Linked DNA regions of Anas platyrhynchos: regions 2 and 3 are each linked to region 1. Evidence: chromatin contacts called from public Hi-C data. All regions are on one chromosome and are shown on one strand. Each heading gives the region's core, a stretch centred on a gene start, on an enhancer-like site or on the middle of the called end of the contact. The rest is flanking DNA. Distances are from core to core; before and after follow the strand shown. Region 1 overlaps LMNTD1 (lamin tail domain containing 1). Region 2 has its middle 8.7 kb from the start of BHLHE41. Region 3 overlaps RASSF8 (Ras association domain family member 8).

Evidence for each region. Hi-C and Micro-C count contacts between places; a contact is called where the count stands out from the background.
Region 2: a contact with region 1 is called in a Hi-C map of subcutaneous adipose tissue, with 2.7 times the contacts expected there. The contact joins two enhancer-like sites. A contact is called at or near these places in 3 of 8 Hi-C or Micro-C datasets (F1 follicle, liver and subcutaneous adipose tissue).
Region 3: a contact with region 1 is called in a Hi-C map of F1 follicle, with 4 times the contacts expected there. The contact joins two enhancer-like sites. A contact is called at or near these places in 4 of 8 Hi-C or Micro-C datasets (F1 follicle, liver, skeletal muscle and 1 more).

What each region holds. Positions count from the first base shown.
Region 1 is chr1:75,698,545-75,703,588 of IASCAAS_PekinDuck_T2T, reverse strand. LMNTD1 (lamin tail domain containing 1) reads right to left here. Exons shown (of 11, transcript XM_072042043.1): 11 at 3,487-5,044. It overlaps LOC140003150 (a long non-coding RNA gene), which reads left to right. Exons shown (of 2, transcript XR_011811194.1): 2 at 529-785. Among named protein-coding and RNA genes, the nearest start is that of KRAS, 51 kb to the left of the region's middle. Within about 2 kb of position 2,633, at least 4 of the 8 cell types and tissues checked have an H3K27ac peak or open chromatin away from gene starts, as enhancers often do. A contact at or near this core is called in subcutaneous adipose tissue, where this site is marked.
Region 2 is chr1:75,358,723-75,363,766 of IASCAAS_PekinDuck_T2T, reverse strand. No RefSeq gene overlaps it. Among named protein-coding and RNA genes, the nearest start is that of BHLHE41, 8.7 kb to the right of the region's middle. Within about 2 kb of position 2,491, at least 2 of the 8 cell types and tissues checked have an H3K27ac peak or open chromatin away from gene starts, as enhancers often do. A contact at or near this core is called in subcutaneous adipose tissue, where this site is marked.
Region 3 is chr1:75,379,723-75,384,766 of IASCAAS_PekinDuck_T2T, reverse strand. RASSF8 (Ras association domain family member 8) reads left to right here. Exons shown (of 6, transcript XM_027450014.3): 4 at 3,112-4,001. Among named protein-coding and RNA genes, the nearest start is that of BHLHE41, 30 kb to the right of the region's middle. Within about 2 kb of position 3,041, at least 1 of the 8 cell types and tissues checked has an H3K27ac peak or open chromatin away from gene starts, as enhancers often do.

The DNA.
Region 1 (5,044 bases), core at 1,384-3,883:
AGTGTTGAACAGGGTTGCCTTGCTGGCTCCTGGCTCTTTCTTTCCTTCTCCCATTGTCCTCTTCCCCAGTCCCTTCATGCTCCCTTTATCCTCATGTCTCGTGGTTGCCTTCCCCTGGCCTCCATTCCCCTCCACCTGTCTCCAGACACCTTTGCCTCTCCTGCATTGCCTTTCTCTGCAGCTCAGTGGGACAGCCCCTTCCGTCCTGTAATACACAATAAATGTTTGTTCATTGTCTTTTGTATTATAAAAACAAGGAGTTCTGTTTGAGGAGCGGGAGTTGCAAAAGCTCCCTGCTGAAGTAAGGAGCTGTATAATGCTTGGCTAGACACTATGAAAATTCTTTTGCTTAATGTAACAAAAAAGAGAACCCCCTCCCCTTCTCTCCTTCTGCATCTCAGTTGCCTCTTTTGTTCAAAGACCCTGCTGCAAAGCTCGTGTACCCATCTCCTGATAAGTTGCTAAACTAGTGTATCAACATCCTACCTTCCTGTCTCACGCTGGGCCAACATGACCAAATAAAAAAAGAAGTTGAACCACAACGCTGAGGAAGACTACGGCCTTCATCTTCACGACCACCAGAGGGACAGAGATGACCTCCTAGCAACAGTGCGCACAGTCGTAGAATATACCAGGATGTGCTGCGTAATCCCGGAATTACCAAGATATAAAAAGGGACCCTGGCGGGGGTGAGGTGCGCGCCGTTGGCGGAGCCGAGACTCCCCGGCCGCCCAGCGCTGTTTTGTTTGCTGTTGCTTACTCAATAAATTCCTTTCTATTATTAATGCAATGCTCTCTGAAAATTAATTAAGGGGGCAATTTATAACACCTCCCACCCACTGGCTGAGGAGATGAGTCTTTTTTTCCTCACTAACGCCAGTCCTGGTACCCAACTGTCTGGGGACTAAATAATGTGAAATAACTTTTGATAAGGAAAAGCACCCACCTGTTGATCAGAGTGATGGTGATAGCTGCAGAGGCTCACCAGGGCCAGACATTGGGCTTCCTTCTTCCCTTTGTGGTCCAATTCCCTGCAACAGTATTGCCACCTTCATGTAAAATGTTCTGAGGGCCCAAAGGTTGCCCTGAGAACCGAGGAACTCTCCCTTTCCCAAAACTGAAGCCTGGAGTGAGGTGCTGCCTGCTTCTGGGTTATAGGTCCTGCAGAACCTGCTGCCATGGATGACACCAAGCTAAAACAGCTCTGCAGGAGTCTGAGGCAACTCTGAAGCCTGTCCTGTCCTGCTTTTGTGCTTGAGGAGGATTATTTCCACCCCAGTCCCATTGCTCAGCCCCATGCACAGTAGTTGGCCAGGAAGCCAGGCATGGGGATGTCAGGACAATGCCTGTGCTTAAGGCCTTCACCCTGCAGCCAGCTCAATAAGTTTTGTGTGGTCCCCGCCTCCTCACACCGCATGGGCAGGGTGTAGTGAAGGCCACAGCTGGCCAGGCAAGCCTCTGCTTCGCAGCATATCCTTGGCTCCAGGAGACAAATTTTGAGTTTCTACCTCCCTTGTGTGTCTCACCTGCTCCAGGAGCAGCGCTCCTTGCCCCTGCATCTCCTCGCCCCAGCACCCAGCGGGAATGTCCTGTTCCTGGGGTGGAGATGTGGTACCTGCTCTGTTACCCCCAGAAACACGCTCAAGGGGTACTTGGCAGAGCATTGCAAGGACACGTTGGTGAGAAGCAAGCTTTGTTTTCACTGCAGTTTGTCTGAGCCTCGAAGCCACCATCAACACTTCTCCACAGGCAAGAGGATTCATTTTCATCCTGCTTCTACTCCCCTCCCAGCACTGCAGTGTGCTGCTGCTTTCCAGGGATTTGGGCAATGTGGTGAGCGTTACCTAATGTTTAATGTTATTGATTCTTACTACAGTCGTTTAAAGTACAGGAGTGAGAAACTGGGATCAGAGAAAAATCCGAGGCAAGGCATATCATGCCTGCTGGCAAGAAGACACCAAAATCCTATGAACCCTGATGTGCTGGTCTCAGGGAAATGTAAGGGCTCAACTCTTTGGAGCAGGAATAAGGAACTCCATGACAAAAGCAACTGCAAAGGGAATTTTAAATTAAGTAGGGATTTTAAATTTTAATAGCATTTAAATTTTAAATAGTCTATCTCTCTGTAAAATGAAAGCAATATTTCTGTTCCAATACAAAATGGACCAGATCCTATGCAGCTGTAAGTTGGTGGCCCTCTGTACTGGAATTGAGGGAACTTAATTGATTTGTAGCAGCTGACAATCTGCCAGTTTATGCTCTCTCCTGGAAATACACTCCTCCAATCATCTGTCTGGTAGTGCAGCCTTGATGTTTCATTAATTTGCAAGAAAGCTGCTGCCAGGATTGACACACGCTCTGGCAATGCGGCTGAACAGAAAAAAAAAAAATTGCTCTAAAACTTGTTATCGTCTGTCATGTTATTGAAGCTAATTTAAAAAGCATTTCCCAGGCTCCCAATCTCAAAGGATCACTTAGGGATGTTGTTTTTCTTTCTGTGTGTATGTTAGGAAACCACTGCTAGCATTGTGTTTTCCAGGCTCTGTTTCTTTTAGAAGAGTGAGGGCAAGGAGTCATCGTGGAGGAATGGGAAAGACCCTTCATGCCCTGCCAACACATGACTATCCTCTACACTCAGAGCTTTGTCCTTCACAGTGTGAAATGACTCATTGATAAAGGTTTTCACTACTTCCTTTGGGAGATCATTAAACAGCCTTTCAGGCTTCAATGTTAGGATGTTTTTCTTGATAGTCAGCCTAGACATTGCTCTGCTGTTTCCTCCCATTGCCCCTAGTTACACTTCGTCCCACCCTAAACAACTCCCTTTCCCTCCTTGTGCTGATATGCATATTCTCAGCATATCAGAAAAGGCTGGGGAACCAACACGGAAATAACACATGAGCTGTCTTGTCTGCAGAAAAAACTTGCACTAGAGGTCCTGCCATGATGCTGTAACCAGGAGAGTGAGGAGAAAGGAAGGTATTTGCTGCTATGTTGGCTGTGCCTAACCCAGTGTGATGCCTATGAAAATTAATGGGTTCAAGGGTCCTTGGGAACTTCACAAAGCTCTCTGTTAGGCAACTGGACCTTACAAAGGTGTGCGCTCATGTCCAGCTCCCTTTCACCAAACAGTGCCCTCAACACAGCCAGTGTTTGAGGTAAGGGGATGCAGCAGGTTTAAACGACAAGGCTACTGTGGAATCCACCATCCTTCGGAAAAAGAATGAGCACAGGATTGTAAAATGGCATCAGGGGCTGTCTTGAGGGAGTTAACTGGATCATCTTCCACCACTAGCTTTCCCACTGGAACCTCACAGATCTTGTTTGTCATAGTGATAATGTGGGTTACTGCAAAAATACCAAGTCCAACAGAAGCAAAAAGATCCCTCTGGATGAATCGCTAATATGAAAAAAACAAACAAACAAACAAACAAATAAACCATAATAATTAATGGCAACATTTTGTCATGATCACAAAATGAAAAGTACTTGAAATTTGTGTTTATTGACTTCTACGCAGCAGTAAACAGCCTAGCAAAACAAAAGGGAAGAAAAGCTGACAAATGTGAGGCTACAAATGCAGTGTAAAGGAGAGCACAGAGCAAACAGGCATGGCTTTAGTGGTCAGAGATGCTCTTTGTCTCCCTGTCTTAGTGGGAATTTTGCAGCTCCCTCTCCGCTATTAAGTGCAACAGAAGTCTTTTTGGCTTTGACTGTCTTCCAAATCTGTGCTTTAAATATCTACCTCAGTTTTGGGAAAAAGTTCACTGCTGCCAGATCTTTTCTTTTTCTCAGCTACGCACATATATTAGACGTATGATTTAAAGGCATTTCTCAACATCCAGACAAAAATGTTGACTTTTGTTTTTGTAAATAAACAGCAATGAGATGTTTAGCTCAAAACTGCTGCACTACAATATTAACTGTAGGAAGCATTGTCTCTGCAGAGCTGGAATTAATAGATGTTTGGCAATGAAGAGGGAGCTCATGTAGTGCCTTGGTGTGATCCACACAAGCAGATTCTGGAGGAAAAACTCCAGTATTTTCTACTCACACTTATTTCTCCACATTATGCCTTAAAGAATCAGAGCAGGACACCTGAACAGCACTGCAGGGGTTAATGTTGCAGAAAGATTCAAATGCAAGTGGCCAACAAAACCCCTTAACTTCAGAGACAGGAAATGGGAATTATTTTGCCTCCTCCTATATGACTTCAGCTGACTTTTTCCTCACCTTTTTGGGGTCATCAGTTGAAAGCTTTGAGCTTCTTTGGCTTTGTTGCTGCTATAAGGGTCATTAACTCGAATGTAAAAATCAGTGAGGTCAACAATATGTCTCTAGGGATGCAGACTGGAAGCCCACAAAAACTGTCTTTGTCCTTCACCAGAAGCACAAGCATTTCTGCGGCTGGCAGGAGAAACACACCTCTGTAGTCTCCTGTGGAGTGTTTGCTCGCTGTCATTCAGGTAAGGGGACAATTTCAAAATCCAGAAAAGATGCTCAAAGCTTAGAGACTAGTTTAATAAAGCCTGTGAAAAAACTTCTGTGAAGATCTGCAGAAAGAACAGGAGGGCACTGTTTTTCTTGCTGACAGCAGGACTGAGGCTGAACTGCAGCTTTCCATGTCTGGAAGACGATTAGGAAATTGAGGCTCAGATTTCATAACCTTCTCATAATGAGGAAAATCAAAAGGGCCTTTGGGATATCAACACTCACAGGTTTAAAGGGAAAATGGGACCTAAAAAAATTGCTTCGAAAGCCAAGCTCTAGACAGGACAAACACATTCCTGGGGACCAATCTGATTAGGAGAGTTCCTTTGAAGGGCAGCCATGATATATAGAGCTTTGTTTGGCTGTTATGACTCAACTAATCTGATCATTGCCTCCTCCTGGCCTCCAGGACACCCCGTCTGACCAGCTCTCTGCCTACCCGTTTGAATATATGAGCAGCTTCCACTCCAGCTGATGGTTTGCCAGTAGCTCATAAGGCTAGAGCAGAAAGCAAACAATGACTGCATAAGAAATAGCACACTGCAAACTCTTT
Region 2 (5,044 bases), core at 1,242-3,741, 340 kb after region 1:
CTTCTCCAGGCTGAACAGGCCCAGTGCCCTCAGCCGTTCCTCGTACGTCTTCCCCTCCAGGCCTTTCACCATCTTTGTAGCCCTCCTCTGGACACTCTCCAACAGTTTCATGTCCTTTTTATACTGTGGTGCCCAGAACTGCACACAGTACTCGAGGTGAGGCCTCACCAGCGCAGAGTAGAGCGGGACAATCACCACCCTTGACCTACTAGCGATGCCATGCTTGATGCACCCCAGGACACGGTTGGCCCTCCTGGCTGCCAGGGCACACTGCTGGCTCATATTCAGCTTGCTGTCTACCACGACCCCCAGATCCCTCTCTTCTAGGCTGCTCTCCAGCGTCTCATCGCCCAGTCTGTACGTGCAGCCAGGGTTTCCCCGTCCCAGGTGCAGGACCCGGCACTTGCTCTTATTGAACTTCATGCGGTTGGTGATCGCCCATCTCTCCAACCTATCCAGATCCCTCTGTAAGGCCTTTCCACCCTCATTCGAGTACACAACTCCTCCAAGTTTGGTGTCATCAGCAAACTTGCTTAAAATACCTTCTACAAACTGCAGTCCAAACACACACCTTCCCAGTGTTGTGCCCAGAACACAAACAACCCATGTTTACACATGCATTTTTCTTTACTGATGGACTAGGAGTGCCCACAAACATCGTCTGATGACAGCAGCTTGTTAGACGATGGTAACTCCTCTCCCAGATGTTGAAGGATGCATAGGCAGCTTTCACTCTGATCCTTGCCCACACATATTCCCATCTTCTTTAGTTGCCTGTGTACCACTTGTAATAAGCAGTTCCTCTCTATTCCACATGTATTTTCTACTTTTTAAGCAGCCTGATACTAAACTGGTTTTCCCTACTCATTGTGTTGGTACATTCCCCTCTACAGATGCCTCCTTCCTGACTTTACTCTGGAAACTGAAGTCTTGAGTATAGTTAATTTAGTTTTCAGACCCAGCAAACTGTGCTTATGCCAAAACCAGAGCATCTGTAAGATTCTGTAGAACTGGAAAAAGCAACCACATTCATGCTTTCAGTCCCCTAAATCATAGCAGCTTCTCTCTAGAACAACAGAGGGCACCATTCTTCTCTCATAAAGCTGCAGCTGGAAGAGGCATAGCCTTGCATTTAAATAAAAGTTTGGGAACTATAACATTTCTCTTTCAGTAGGTGATTTGGATAGAATGTTCTTCCTCCAAGGAGGTTCGTCCTTGCATATCCCACATCCTGGGGGAAGGCCCTGGTTCAAAGCAGTTCTCAGGCAACTGCATTTCATCTCTCTTGTGGATCTTGTCCTTGTTTGCACTGAATAATTAAGCAGACACGTACTGAGAAATAGCTTTAGCCTATTGATTAGGGTATTAAATCTGGGCTAAGAGGAAACCAGAGTGCCAGTTCCTACCCCAGCTCCTGTAAACATCCATTATTTGTTTGTTTCTACTGGGCTTGTAACATAAAATGCACAAACAGGGCAGGAATCTAGGTTTCTCCTCTCAGGTGACTGCATTATCTTCTAATTATCGTGTTGTCCTACAGGTGCCTCCAGCACAGCCTCCCTGCCACCTGGCCAGTGCTGCCACTGCTGACAGCTTTGAAGTAAAGGACTGTATCTATTTCAGCTGCTGAAAACATGCTGATTTGTGCATCTACCACTGTGAAAGGCTTTGGGGCTGAGTTCTGACTAGGAGGCAGTGATACTCGTCGAGGCCCGGAGAGGGCAGGGGCACAAATGTGTCCTATTAACTGGTTTGTACTGCTCTCTTCTGGTCCCATTGTCTGTAGTGAATTCTGTCCCAGGCAGCTCCTGCCTCTGGGCTATGCCATGTAAGCAGCAGCAGGGTTATGCTGTGACCAGGACTGATGGCTGATCAAAGCCCCTTGGCTGCAGCAGAAAACAAACTAGGAGAGCTGCTGAGGCTGTGCTAGTGTGTTCCCTGCTCAGTGCAGCACAAGGGTCCAGAGGGTGCCAAAGACCTCCAGCTTTCCGAGGTACACCTTGAAAACAGATGTAAATGGAAGAACTGCATATGCAACACGTATGGTAGGGAAGGCTAGCAGCATCTGAATAAAGTTCAGGTATCCAACACGCGTAGCAGATGCTACTTGGGGGATAAGCACTACTGGTGCTCAAGTCGTTTTGTGGAGCCAAAGAAAGGCTGCTGTGCCTGCAAGCCAGTCTGGTCTGTCGTTGTTGTTTGTTTTTTACTTGCATCAGCTGTGCTAATAAAAGCTCTTGCCTTCCCCTGCAGACTCTGCTTATACCCACAGACCTTCACAGTAACAACATTACTACTCGAAAAATGGCCTCTGCCCGAACTGTTCCCTGATTAGTTTACTAGAGCCCCAGCTAATAAAAGAGGGTCGGGGAGATGTCGCCGCCGCCGCCATGATAACCGAGGGCACGCTCGGCACCGCCCAACGCCCCCAACGGGCGCCGTTGCCAGAGGAACCGCCGCGGCCCCGCCCGCACGTGCCCGGCAGCGTGCGCGGCGCTCGCGTGGGCGCGCGCGTGAGCGGCGGTTGCAGCCGTTGCGCGCCCGGAGTGCGGTGGGTGTGAGGCGATGGCGGGGGGGCGGCCGGGACCGGGACCGGGGCCTCGCCGGCCGCGTGAGGCGGCGCCTCTGGGTCCCGCCCTGCGAGGGGCTGCCCGTCGCGTGAGGAACAGAGCTCGGCTTGAACGTAAACGAAAGAAATACTGAATAAAGGCTTTCTGTGTCCCTGGCTGCCGGTCTTGCAGGCGCGTTTGGAGCTCTCGCTGCCGGTGAAAGCGCTGTTTGTGCGCCTCGGGCCGCCTCACTGTTGGAGAGGCTGTCCGCGCTGCCCTGGGTACAGCCAGGGGAAAAAGCTGGTCCTGCAGCTGGACGCTGGGGTGCGGTACCATGGGCTGTGCCGGCAGTGCTGATCTCTGCCAGGGAAATACTGATGGGGGTGACGCTACCACCACGCACCCGGGGCCTCGGGTCGCTGCAGTAAGCTGTCACCAGGTGTGAAGCCCCTCACACCGTAACTAGGCTGAGTGCTGTTCCTGTGTAGATTCGCTTCTTTACAATGTTATCTGTAAGCTAGGCTTGGTGCTTGCCTGCTGTCAGCTAACAGCAGGGCTGGAGCTGTAGCAATTTTGTTGATAGACTGCAGTGAGAATCGAATCCACTTCAGCATCTGTCAGATCAGTTGGCTCTGTAGTGCAGATATGACTCCGAACGCACTTGGGGAGCCAATTTTCTGCTGAGTAAGGGGGTGCCATATTTACATAGCTCTGAAGTCGTTCTTCAGAAATTGCTCGGTTGTGAGAGTAATGTGACCACAAGGTTTTCTTTTTTGGTAACTGGTTCTCCAGGTTTTGCTCTGGATAGAAGTATTTTGGAGCGAGAGCTAGCCTCACCTTTGAGCTTTGAGAGAAAGGCAAGCAGAGATGCAGCTAGGAGATGCTTCCCTTTACTGGCTGCTGGGCTGCAATCGTACGATCACACAGACAGCACTGCCCAGCAGATGTCTGTGTGCAGGGAACTGCTGATACCAGAGGATTGAGGGGACCAGTTCCCAAAGCACTCATCCAAGATTTGCGCTAGTCTGTGTTGTGCAGCTTCTGTTAGATCAAACACCTCGCTGTGAAAAACTGCGAGGGGGAAAGGAATGTGGACGTGTTTCTAATGAGGAGCAAGTCGGCATTTCTAATTTGATCCTAGATCTCAGCTGAAGTCAAAAATCTGTAGAGGCAAGTGATATCCCGTGCACCCGCTTTTAGACTAAACCAAGATAAACGGGAACAGGGAAGCTGAGCTTTAAAAATACATAATAAAAATAAATTAACAAACAAATAAATAAAAAGGCAGGCCTCTGTGAATGCTGGAGAAAGAGCTGTCCCCAGCCCCTTGGCCCTAGAGAGCAGCGTGAAATCACAGTGCCTGCTTTCTGGGAGACACAAGGGCATGTCTTCTCGCCCGTGCCAGGCGTCACCTGCCTCCTGTGGGGCACAGCAGGAGTGCCATTCCAGTAGGAGGCACGCTCGTGGCCCGGGAAAGGGCAGCAGCAGGTGCGGTGCTGCTAGGCGCCCTGTGAGTGCAGTGAGGCAGAACGGGCTCCGCCGCTCAACCCAGGGCAGGGCAGCTCCGTGCAGCCTGCGGCACAGCCGTAATCAAGGCTGCAGTGAGTTCAGTGTTCCTGACAGACTGACAGCCCTGGAGACCTGTAGCCATGGAAAGGGTGTAGAGTGTGAGGTGACAGTGGCAGTTCTCTCTGGCCCACACATGTCCAGGGCTTGCATGGCTGCTGCAAGTGGCAGGTGAAGGCCCCGGCTTCTCTGGGCTGTTTTGCAGCAAGCTACAGAGACTGCAGCATGATCAGAGACAGTAAATAGAGATTAACACTTTCTTGAGTGAAGATGGCTCTAAAAAAGCCAAGTGTTTTTCTATGGAGAAAAAAAGAAAACATGGTGTTTTTGTTACTTGCTTTCTTTAAGGTCACACTTTCAAGTTCATTTGTGCTAGTAGCAGGCAGGAAACTTAGAATCATAGAATCATAGAATATCCTGAGTTGGAAGGGACCCTTAAGGATCATCAAGTCCAACTCTTGACACCGCACAGGTCTACCCAAAAGTTCAGACCATCTCAAATGAAGGCAGAGATCACGTGACTCCAGGAGCTGATGTTCGAGGAGGAAAGGAAATACATTGTGAGACCCACAGACTATAAATTTACCAGTGCTGAAATGCAGTGCACACAGTCCCTGGGCTTGCTAGATGTTGAAGCCGTTCAGTTTGCCCTGACTAGAAGTGAAAATTAAACAAACAAAGAAAAGAGCCCCAAAACAGAGACTTAGGACCTACTCCAAAGCCCATTACACTTGAGAGAAGGACTCACGTTGACTTAATTGGTAGGTCAGGCCTTTCTTAAACAGAGCTGATAGTCAATTTGAGTTCCATAACTGTAATCTTTCCAAATAAAACTTTCATTGCCTTTAGTGGGAGTTGCATGATACTACCTTCCATTGGCTTAACAATCTCAACTGTGTTTGTTTAACACACTATAATGGAACCTTTCA
Region 3 (5,044 bases), core at 1,792-4,291, 320 kb after region 1:
TTGAAATCTGTGGTGTCTGACTGTGCAGAGAAGCAGAGGTTAGTACAGGATGCTGGTTGTAGTGAGCTCTTTAACGGCTCATTGATCAAGTGATACCCGATAGCATTAGAAAGAGCTGAGTTCAAAACAGTGTACCCAGATTCACTGCAGGCTGTCAGAGTTCTGGAGTCCATATTTCCTTTTTTGATCTATTTCTCCCTTTTAAAATAAAAGATTGTTTTGAAGACATTCCGTTATTAATAGAGCCTGTGATAAGTTTTCATGCCAAGGTAGCTTTAGGTATAAACTTAACCTGTTAACCTTGACACTGACCCTTTCTGCAGATGCAAGGTGCTTTATGTATGTTGTAAATATATACATACTTTGTTATAGTTTGTAATCCATTGTTTTGCAAAACAGACATGAATTCTTGATGACTGTTTTGAGATGGCAATGTTACGTGGTCCATGTCAGGTTCAGCAGACCAGCACAGAATATTAATGAGAACTAGTTGGGCAGTGAATGGGATGTAGAGGCTCTCTGCTTCTCTCCAGTCCCTGAATCATTGTTTTCTGAGGAGGAAAGCGTAGAATACAGCACTGATGATGCTTGGTTTGTGCTGACTGGATTGTTTTCTCTACCATTCTCATTGGTATGGCATTTTGGTAAAGTATTAAAAAAATAATAATAAAAAATCATCTAATGTGTTTTAATAGTATACATTCTAAAAAAGTTTGTTTTCAGGCGTTGTAAGGGATCCACTAACAAGGCATGTACCTGCTGTGAACGTTGGTACAATAAAGCTGTGCTGTGTCAGCTTCTTGAATAGTCTGCTTCACTGCTTATCTAGCTTTATCTGAAGATATTTCATAAATCTGCATGAGATTAAATGTATGGAATATATAGCTTGTAAAAACACCGTATGGTTTAATGTATGTTGTACGTTGCTTATGTGAGGCACATAACATAAGTAAAACTAACAAGTTCATTTTTTAAATAAGGTTTGTGTGAATAAGGAAGGGCTGAGTTGTTCTGCCAGGTGCTGCATAAACACAAACAAGTCTGTTTCAGAAAGCTTTTGGACAACATACAAGACAAGAAGCAGCATACAGACATTGCACTGTTCTTTGTCAACAATCAAAGCAACCTGCTTTCTCCTTGCTAGTGGTAGCACTTCAAAAATAGCAGTTTGTTATAAGGATACCTGTATTCTTAAATATTCTGTCATTAGTTTTGAATCAGCTCACTCACCCTTTAATTTGTGAATTAATCCCCTCTAATGCAAGCAAACATCACTGTTGTGGTTTTCTAGGTATTGTTAAACACTGTCATAAATAGCCTGAATAGAGTAAACCTAGGTAATGATCTCAGATGAGGACAACTTTGTTTTAGACTAGTATTGAACTCCAGGTGTGGCTGTTGAACTGTGTAAATATGACTTTTACTAAATACTTTCCTTTATGTGGCTCTTGAGCATGGAGTTCATTATTTAGGACTGCATGTTGATTTGGAATCCTGATCTAAGATGGAAATAGTTCTTGGCAAGCACTTTGCTTAATTCCCTTTTTCATTTTTGGTTGAGATTGCTAGCTGTATTCCCTTCCCCCCTTTTCTGTTTTGCCTCTTACTATGTTTCTTTTAAGCAGTGCATTTAGTAGCAAAGTGCTAAGAACTTGCATGCTGACCACTCCCCTAGTGGTACCCTAATTACAATTTTAAGACTTATTTGAACCTGGCTGTTTCTGACACAACAAGAACACTAGTAGCATTACCATGTTTACAAGATGAAAGCTGAAAGCTTTTAAGATTAACAAAATAGAGTGGAAAATACAACCTTTGTCCTAGGATCTGTAGCACACTTTCATTTTTCTTCCTTGGGGTTTTATTGTTAGTACACTGTGGCAAACAGCACTAGGTTTATTTTTCCTATAATAACACTGATGCCTACTACAAACCATAAATCTTAATGGGTCAACGAACAATATTGTGGGTTGGTGAAACAAACAAATAAATAACATCTGACTTTGTATCTTGGCATAATAAACTTGGTTTTGAAGTAGTTTATGACAATAAACTTTTAGATCTGTTTCTGAAAATGTGGGCTAAGCACAGTAGTATGTTTATCGATAGACTTTCATTTTTCCCCAGTGCTTACCTCAAGTCGTTTATTTATAAGGCATTAGGGGAGGTGGAATGTTTCCATACTGCTTGCCCTGTTTTGCTGACTTCAATCATTTAAATCTTTGCATCTTCTTTGAGCTTTCACTCCTAACTTGGAAGTGAATGTGGATGCTTTGGCCTCTTATTTGGCCAGCTAACTATTGCTGGTGTGATCCACCAGCCAAAGCAATCTGCTTTCTAGATTGTGCCTGTCAAGCTGATTTTTGTTGTTGTCTTCATCATGAACTACTTGTGAGAAAGTGAGATCAGAGGAGCCATTTCCAGCAAACTACCCGTTCACCTGGGGAGCTCTTTCAAAGGCTGGTCTGATGCTAGCAGATTTTAGGGGGCTACACCATGTGTCAATTGGTGTGGCAGAGCTTGCCTCCTACGGACTGGAGGTGGGGAATCTGTGCGAGTGTTGCGGTTGGAGGCCAGAGGCAGACTTCCAGCCCAAGACTGTACCTTGGGGGAAAGTGCAGGTGGAGAAAGTGAACAAAACACATCAGATGGACATCAGACACCTTTATTCCAACTCCCCCAACTCATAGTTGCATAAATGACTGGCATTTCAAGCGTGTATGTGCTGACATAAGTTACCATTTAAATGATGGCCTGTCGTGGCAGTGGATATGTGTATGGCATTAAAATAGCAAACGATGTGTTTAGGGCTAGCGGTAACCACAGAACCGTTCCAAAATCCCCTGGGATAACGCGTGCTTTAAAACCAGTCGATTTTCGGCACCTTTTTGCCCGCGACGCCGTGGGCTTTCGCCCTCACGACGGAGACCGCGCGGTGTGGGTCGGTCCGTCCGTCCGTCCGTCCGTCCGTGGGGGCGCCCCGCGGGCCGTGCCGGGGAAGGGCCCCCCGGAGCCGCCGATGGGGCCGGCGGCGGGCCCTGCCCTACCCGGGGCGGCGGCGCCCCCTGGCGGGGCGGCCGCTGACGCCTGTCCCTGTTCCTGTCCCTTCAGGGCGCACCGGTCGCTACGCGCTGATCGAGAAGTGGCGGGACACCGAGCGGCACCTGGCGCCCCACGAGAACCCCGTGGTGTCGCTCAACAAGTGGGGGCAGTACGCCAGCGACGTGCAGCTGATCCTGCGCCGCACCGGGCCCTCCCTGAGCGAGAGGCCCACCTCGGACAGCGTGGCTCGCGGCCCCGAGAGGACTTTGTACCGGCAGAGCCTGCCACCCCTGGCCAAGCTGCGGCCTCCAAATGACAAAGCCATGAAGCGGAGGGAGCCGAAAAGGAAGTCCCTGACCTTCACTGGTGGGGCGAAGGGGCTAATGGACATCTTCGGTAAAAGTAAGGAGTCTGAGTTCAAGCAGAAGGTGCTCAACAACTGCAAAACGACGGCAGAAGAGCTGAAGAAGCTGATTCACCTCCAGACAGATAAACTGCAGTGCATTGAGAAGCAGCTGGAGTCCAACGAGGCGGAGATCCGGTACTGGGAGCAGAAGTACAACTCCAGTCTGGAGGAAGAAATCCTCAAGCTAGAGCAGAAGATCAAAAGAAACGAAGTAGAGATCGAGGAGGAAGAGTTCTGGGAAAACGAGCTGCAGATCGAGCAAGAGAACGAGAAACAGCTAAAGGAGCAGCTCCAGGAGATGAGGCAGAGGATCCTAGAATGCGAGAGCAAGCTGAAGGACTACGTGTCGCAGATCCACGATATGGAGAGTGGCCTCGAAGCGGAGAAGTTGCATCGGGAAGTTCAAGAATCCCAAGTGAATGAAGAAGAGGTCAAAGAAAAGATTGAGAAGGTGAAAGGTGAAATTGATATTCAGGGCCAGCAAAGTTTACGATTGGAAAACGGCATCAAAGCTGTAGAAAGATCTCTGGGCCAAGCTACCAAACGGTTACAGGTAAGAACAACCTTTTTATCTATGGCTAAACAGAAGTCAAAAACCTGATTATAACATTTTTTTTTTCTAGCACAGATTTCAAGCTGACAAAGGAATGCATAAGGAACTTTCCATGGTGAACTTGGGTAAAAGGAAGAAAAAGTTGCTTCCATTTTCAAATTGCGATTCAGATTGCTTTGAAGAACAGTCAATTTTAATTTTATCTATCACAGACAACCTCTCCTTATTCACATGCAGGCTAAGTTCCTTCCCCATCAGTTAGAGCACGTTTGCTGCCATTCACTGACTGCTCAGTGACCTCTGAGAAATCATTCAGAGCATATCTTCACCATACAGTGGAGTGTGATAGCAAAATACCAGAGCTAGTATCAGCCAAAGTAGCTGAGGGCAATGCAGCCGCATCCATGGCAATGCATCTGGCCCCTTTGCCCTGCTGTGAGGGAGTGTTCATTACCTCAGTGTAGCACTGTTACGCTGGTGAGTCTGCATTGTTCCACAGCTCAAAAAAAAAAAATCTCTTGCATGAACAATAGCACATTCAGCGCTAGCCGAGGGATGGTTGTATTGCAGGGTGCTGAACAGGACCATAGTGCTCTTGGCCGAACTCTTTTAAAAGCATTTGTCTTCAAACCTCTGTTGATTTAGGGTTAGATAACTTGAGAATTTAGGCCCCAGCTCTTGGCAGATCAGTGCATTATATTAAGTTTCAGGGAAACTGGCACCACCATAGCCTTTTCTGAAGCTAAACTTCGGATTGTTGTTGGTTATTTCTGCTACCAAAGATGATGAATTAAAAAGTACAGTCCAAAAGCAGCATCTGGATAGTAGATGGATGTAGAGTTAAAACAGCTGCTATCTTACAAGGACATTGTTTTAAAGAGCAGCATCTCCCTTTTCCTGTCCAGCTTGCCAGTGTTCAGGATTTTCTCTCCACATCAGGCAGTTGTGGCACGTGTCACAAGAGAATCCAGTCTCTACTTCCTTTCAAGAGCTGATGATATCTCTTGGAAATTAATAGAGCACGAAAGAATAAATATAAATGG